Linked DNA regions of Capsicum annuum: region 2 is linked to region 1. The links are chromatin contacts, called in public Hi-C maps. All regions are on one chromosome and are shown on one strand. The core of a region is the stretch at or near the end of the contact, and the rest is flanking DNA. Distances in the headings are between cores, read along the strand shown.

Evidence for each region. A called contact is a pair of places that touch in the nucleus more often than the background predicts.
Region 2: a Hi-C map of placenta shows a contact between it and region 1, with 2.8 times the contacts expected there. The contact joins the enhancer-like site here to the promoter of LOC107873093 in region 1. A contact is called at or near these places in 2 of 5 Hi-C or Micro-C datasets (leaf and placenta).

The regions. Positions count from the first base shown.
Region 1 is chr3:118,533,804-118,536,983 of UCD10Xv1.1, reverse strand. LOC107873093 (metacaspase-1) reads left to right here and starts at 1,583. Exons shown (of 5, transcript XM_016719819.2): 1 at 1,583-2,165. The coding sequence starts at 1,733.
Region 2 is chr3:118,591,917-118,595,096 of UCD10Xv1.1, reverse strand. No RefSeq gene overlaps it. Among protein-coding and RNA genes, the nearest start is that of LOC107873093, 58 kb to the right of the region's middle. Within about 2 kb of position 1,581, at least 2 of the 5 cell types and tissues checked have an H3K27ac peak or open chromatin away from gene starts, as enhancers often do. A contact at or near this core is called in leaf, where this site is marked.

The DNA.
Region 1 (3,180 bases), core at 334-2,833:
TTAAAGAATCAAATAAAAGAATAGAGAAGGTAAAACAAGGTTAATTATTATTTGATTATTAAAAGTAAGGGTGAGTTTGGAAATTTGAACCCCCTCTTAGTGTCAAAGAAGACTAGAGAAAATATTAAAATTATCATGTACAATGAAACATATTAAGTAAACAGCAATTTTTCTTCGAAAAGTTAACTAATATTATTCATCTAAAAAACACAGTTATAAACTTATTTAATTGGTGAAATTATAAGCTCTCTTCTCTTTTTTATTTTACTAGTTTAGGTATACGTGACTCGCGCGTGTACCTCACTTTATTGAGTTCAAACGTTACACTAAATAAGATATTTGTCTAAATAACAAAGATAAATACAATAATTAAATTCAACATCTTTGGAGAATTTATTTAATTAAACCTAACATTTACCAAAAAAAAAATTGTCAAAGTCGATCGACATTCATCTAATGCGATGAAAGAGACATCAAAACAATATAACTACACAAAAATTTTCTTAAAGCCGTCTGACACTCATCTACCATCTGTAAACTATAACAAAATAATACGATAATAGAGACATCAAAATAATACAACTAAACTTAACCTTTACACAAAATTTTTTCTCAAAACAGAGATATAAAAATAATACAATTAAATCTAATCTTTGCCTAAAAAAAATCCCCGAAGCTGACCGACATTCATCTACCACCTGTAAACTACAATAAAATAATACAATTACGATTACAAAGCTTCAATTTTGATGAAAATAATTCTTGTGTGAGCGAAAATTTTGACCTTAAAGAATGACCTGAATGAAAACAAAGAAGATATATATATATATATATACACACGTTGAATTCTATTATATTGACAAAAACCGTGAAGAAGTTGAGGATTCGAAAATTAAACATCCATCAATCTAGACATGCAACCGAATTAAGTTCGATGAACATCGATCATATTTTCCCAATATGTAAATTGATTTCTTCGGTAGTTTAACATGCATCTCAATATTTATATAAGTATTTCCTTAATAGAGTCCTAGTATTTTTCTAATTGATCAGTACAAGGAAGAATATTAATTGATTCTCCTTCCATTTATTTTAGGAGTCCTATATATTTTAGCAGTCTAGTTAATATAATAAAAATAATTTAATAATAATTAAAAAAAATAGTGAAAAGACAATTTTATCTAAAGAAAAGTCTTTGGACTTCTAATTGATCAGCACAAGAAAAAATATTAATTGATTATCCTTTCATATATTTTAAGAGTCTCATATATTTTAGTAGTCTAGTTAATATAATAAAAATAATTAAATAATAATTAAAGAAAATAGTGAAAAGATAATTTTGTCTAAAAAAAATATTTTAATAAAAGACAAAAAGTTAAATTCAAAGTCTTTACATTTTTAATATATTATAGATATAGATATAGATCGTAGATTGCAGTTATAAACTTATTTAGTTGGGCATTATATTTGAAAAATTGCCTATATTTTTTAAATAATCAAAATTTATAATAATAGGGTAGACATGCATGAAAGTCAACCTACGAGCCTTCGTCTCCTCCTCCATTCTCATTCCTACCAACTTCCATTTCTTTTTTTTCATTTTATTTTATCTATAAATAAATAAATTCACTCTTTGCTGTCACCCATCAATCCACTAATACATAAAAGTGATCACCATATTCAATTATCTTAATCGAAGTTCCACTGTTAATTAATTGAGGAAAAAAAAAAGATGATGCTTGTCAACTGTTCCAACTGCCACACACCCTTACAACTTCCACCAGGTGCAAAGTCCATACGCTGCGCCATCTGCCGAGCCGTAACTCTTATCGCTGACCCTCGCACTAATCCAGCACCACTACCACCACCACGTCCTTCCGCCTACTATCCTACAGCCCCTGCCCCGCCACCACCACCAACACCAGCTTCTGCCTACAATAACCACTACTATCCTCTAGCTCCTCCCCCGTCTCCTTATAATTACCACTTAACTTCAGGTCAAAATTCCTTGTCACAGGGCGCGCGAAAGAGAGCTGTGATTGTTGGTATTTCGTATAAGAACACCAAGAATGAACTCAAGGGATGCATCAATGATGCCAAATGTATGAGGTTCTTGCTCACCAATCGATTCAAGTTTCCTCAAGACTCCATTCTCATGCTTACTGGTATAACTCTCGTTCATCCCTTTGAATACAATACGCTCCCTTTTTCCCATCTTTGAACTTATCGTATCTTGACTTTGACTTGTTCTGAGGTAACTTTCAATTGTTTTCTAATGCATTGTGCCCATTTTTCCAATGGAATTACATTTATCACTTCATGACCTCTAGCAATTAGAGGAATTCGAAAATTTTCAACTGCTGGTTGAATTTTGAAAACAGAATAACCAATATTTTGTAGATCAGGGGGAAGGGGTCAAGCAATTGAAAGAAAAATTAAAGCATGAAAATTTACCTTTTTACTACATTCTGCTAAATGTTGTGTTGGTTTTTTAGTATAGTATTTAGTGTCAGACAAGAGACCAAGTTATTGTAGGAACTCAGAATATTGAGTCCAAACAAACATGTTAGGTTCTCTATGCAATATTCGGGTCACTGCAATGTTTTACAAAAATGTCAAAACCAACTAATATTGTTCAAGTATTTCCTCGTCCTTTGTTTTTCTCCTTTATGAAACTTTGGATCTTCACATAAGTAAGACCAAGTGTTCAGACCTGACAAATGGAAAAGTAATTTTCAATTCTTTATTTACACAAAAAATAAAAATAGACCACTTTATGTGTAACATTTTCTCTTGCTCCTTCCCACGTAAAAATGGCAGTCCGATTCACTAAAGCTCCACTATGCGCAAGGTCAAGAAAGGATCCACCACAAGGGTGTATTATACATAGCTTTACCTTGCATTTTGTCGGAGGCTGTTTCTAAGGCTTGAACCCATGACCTCCTGGTCACATGGCAAAAAAATTGGTTCTCCTCACATGATTTTTTAATATGATTAATTATCAATTTTCGCATTAGTTTGGTTCTTTGGGTTATCAAATCTCTTACTACTACTTTTGTAGACAAATATTACCACTGTGCTCTTTCTAAACAAATCAGGTTGGCATTTATTCAGTTTAAGCTAAATATGATAGAGATTATGTTGTTCACTAATGTCTATTATCTTATTTCTCATGGTTAT
Region 2 (3,180 bases), core at 332-2,831, 58 kb before region 1:
ATGTGATCGATAGCGGTCTCTTTTGTTCTCTTTTAGTGGTCAAAATTTTATAGATGAAGTTTTTGTTTTTCATTTCTCAACTGAAATTAAGAGTAAATCTTTTTTCTATGCGTACACCAATAGGAACAGATGACAAGGCGATGACAAGGCGCGAATAAGTCTGAAGAGACTGTAGTTGGAAATTTGTATTCGAGACATGCACTAGCTAAACACACACAATCCCCCACCCACCCACCCAAAACAATTTTTTTTTATCACATTTAACTGCTGGACACAAATTATTATGACCTCAGCCAAATATAAAGTATACATAATGTGTGTATATATATATATATATATATATATACTTTTTGACAATTCTTTAAACAAAATTATCTTTTCATTATTTTTTATTTATTATTTAATTATTTTTTATTATATTAACTAGACTTTCTAAAATATATGAGACTCCTAAAATATATGGTAGTAGATATAATTAGCATTTTTCTAGACTTCATAAAATGTATGGGACTCCTAAAATATATGGTAGGAGAATTAATTAATATTTTTTTCTACTGTTCAATTAAAAAAATACTCCTAAAATAGGACTTTATTAAGGAAATACTTCTATAAATATTGAAGATTAGGTTTGATAAATGAATTATCCATCTTTACATACTCAAAAGATATTAAATTTAATTATTATATTTATTTTTATTATTTAAATAAATATCTTATTTAGTGTAATGTTTGAACTCATTAAAGTGAGGTACACGCGCAAGGCACGTATACCTAAACTAGTATATATATATATATATATATATGGTAAAAGTGTCATCTATCTGTCATACTATTGGGTAAGTTTTTCGTTTTTCGGAAAAGGATCAGAAATATCCTTAAAGTATTAAAATTCGTTCAAAAATATCCTCTGTTAACCTGTTGAGCCAGAAATACCCTTCAAGTATTGATATTGATTTAAAAATACCCCTCCATCCTCCTTTATGACTCAAAAATACTCTTGCAACTAATGGACTTTTAAAATCATAATTAAAAATTTGGAAAAGGGCCAAACATACCCTTTTAAGTATTGAAATTGATTCAAAGATACCCCCATACACCTTTATAGCTCAAAAATACCCTTTCAGCTAATTTGTTTTTAAAATCATAATTAAAAAATTTATTAAATACATGGCAGCTTTTTATTGATTGAAACTAAATTAATTAAAATGTTAAATCCAATCCGAACCCAACTCAAACTACCTAACCCAATTCGTACAAAATTTGCCTCAACTAAAACTACCCAGTAGTATGAGTAATTTTTTCTATCAAATATAGGAACTTTGTTGACTTAGAATTTGTCAGTCTAATGTAATGTTGTGAAGAATTCTATCCCCTAATTATAATGTTAGTTTGATATTTCTTTGTGATATATATTTCTTTGTCTTAGCTAGCAAAACTAATTGGGATGTCTTGGTTATGCCACGTCTTAGGCAACACTATCTTGTTACCTCCTCCATTTCATTTTATGTGACATATTTAGTTTGTATCAAAAACATATTATATTCTTTCCTAAGTAGTTGTCTCTATTTTTGTTTGTATATATCAGATTGTCTTGCCATCACTGGGCACGTGTATTCCCTTACAAGACCACTTCACACCACACACTTCACATCATTCATCGATCAAAATTATGATTGATTTTGTAGAGTTTGAATTGAGCAGTTTTAGTTGAATCCGGATTGGGCTTAATATTTTAATTAATTTAGTTTTGACCAATAAAAAATTATCACACATTTAATAAAAATTTTAATTATGATTTAAAAAATCGTTAGCTGTAAGGATATTTTTGAGCTATAAAGGTGGATGGAGGGGTATTTTTGAACCAATTTCAATACTCAGCGGATATTTCTGACTCTTTTTCAAAATTTTAATTATGATTTACAAAAATAGTTAGTTGCAAGGGTATTTATCAGCCATAAAGGTGGATATGGGTATTTTTAAATCAATTTTAATACTTGAAGGGTATTTCTGACATAATAATTTAATTGAGTATATTTTTTATTTTTGAATCAATTTTAATACGTGAAAGATATTTCTGACCTGTTTTAAAGAAAAATCATAGTAGTACACATTTGATTTTTGTAATTGTAAGTCAAATAGGATTTATTGTCTTTAGCTACTTCATTTTTCTTAAACGTTTCCCGTAAATTTTCTAACACGCTATTCTTCTTTTTTCCTCCCATTTTTTATTGATTGATCAATAAAAAAAATAAAGATGAATTCAAGCAATAGTTTTTTCATTATTTTGTTCTTTTAGTGTCATTGTGTTTTATAGTTTGTCAAATTCATATAAGTTGAGGGTTACAGTGAAAGGAGTTTCTTCTATAGCCAAAAACATATGATAATTCATGTGTAACTTTAGATTGGTTGTCAGAAAATAACTGTGATTATAACAAATGCCTATGGGAAAATGTATGTATAATTATTGTTTTTAGTCAACGGTTTATCAGAAACAACTCATCTATCTCGTACGGGTAAGATTTATTATTACACTGAGTATGTTATTATTGTACAATTATTTCTTGTGAGTCGAGAATCTATTAAAAGTAGTCTCCTCATTAAGATTTTTTATCGATTAACTTTGTTTTACCATAATCCTTCTTGTTATTATTAATTTGTTACAAGTATTTATGTTATTATTATGCTCAAGATGTAGTTCTTTTTTTCTTTCAAATATATCATTAGTAATTCAGATTTTGTATTGTAAATAACTTGAAATAAACATGCAGCACACGTTTGCATAAACACAACACACACACACAAACACACACACACATATATATATACAAAGGCAGATTCAGGATTCGGAGTCTCAAGGTGCCAAGTAGACTTATCGATTCAATCAATCGGAGATTTCAAATCCTGAATTCGCCTTCAAGGGCAGAACCAACTTGTGGCCAAAGTGTTCATCTTAACCTCCTTCGTCAGAAAACTGTACTATTTATAAATAGTTAAAATATTACTTTTTATATATACAATAGATGTTAAAACTCCTTCGACTAGTTCGTGCATTTTTTTCTTTCGATTTTAAACCTCTCTAATAAAAATTCTAGCTCCGCCACTCTTTCTTAACACGGAGTGGTTAAAGAAAGGAATGCTTCAACTTTTTATCTATTTATTTTTTAAAAAAAAAAAAAAAAA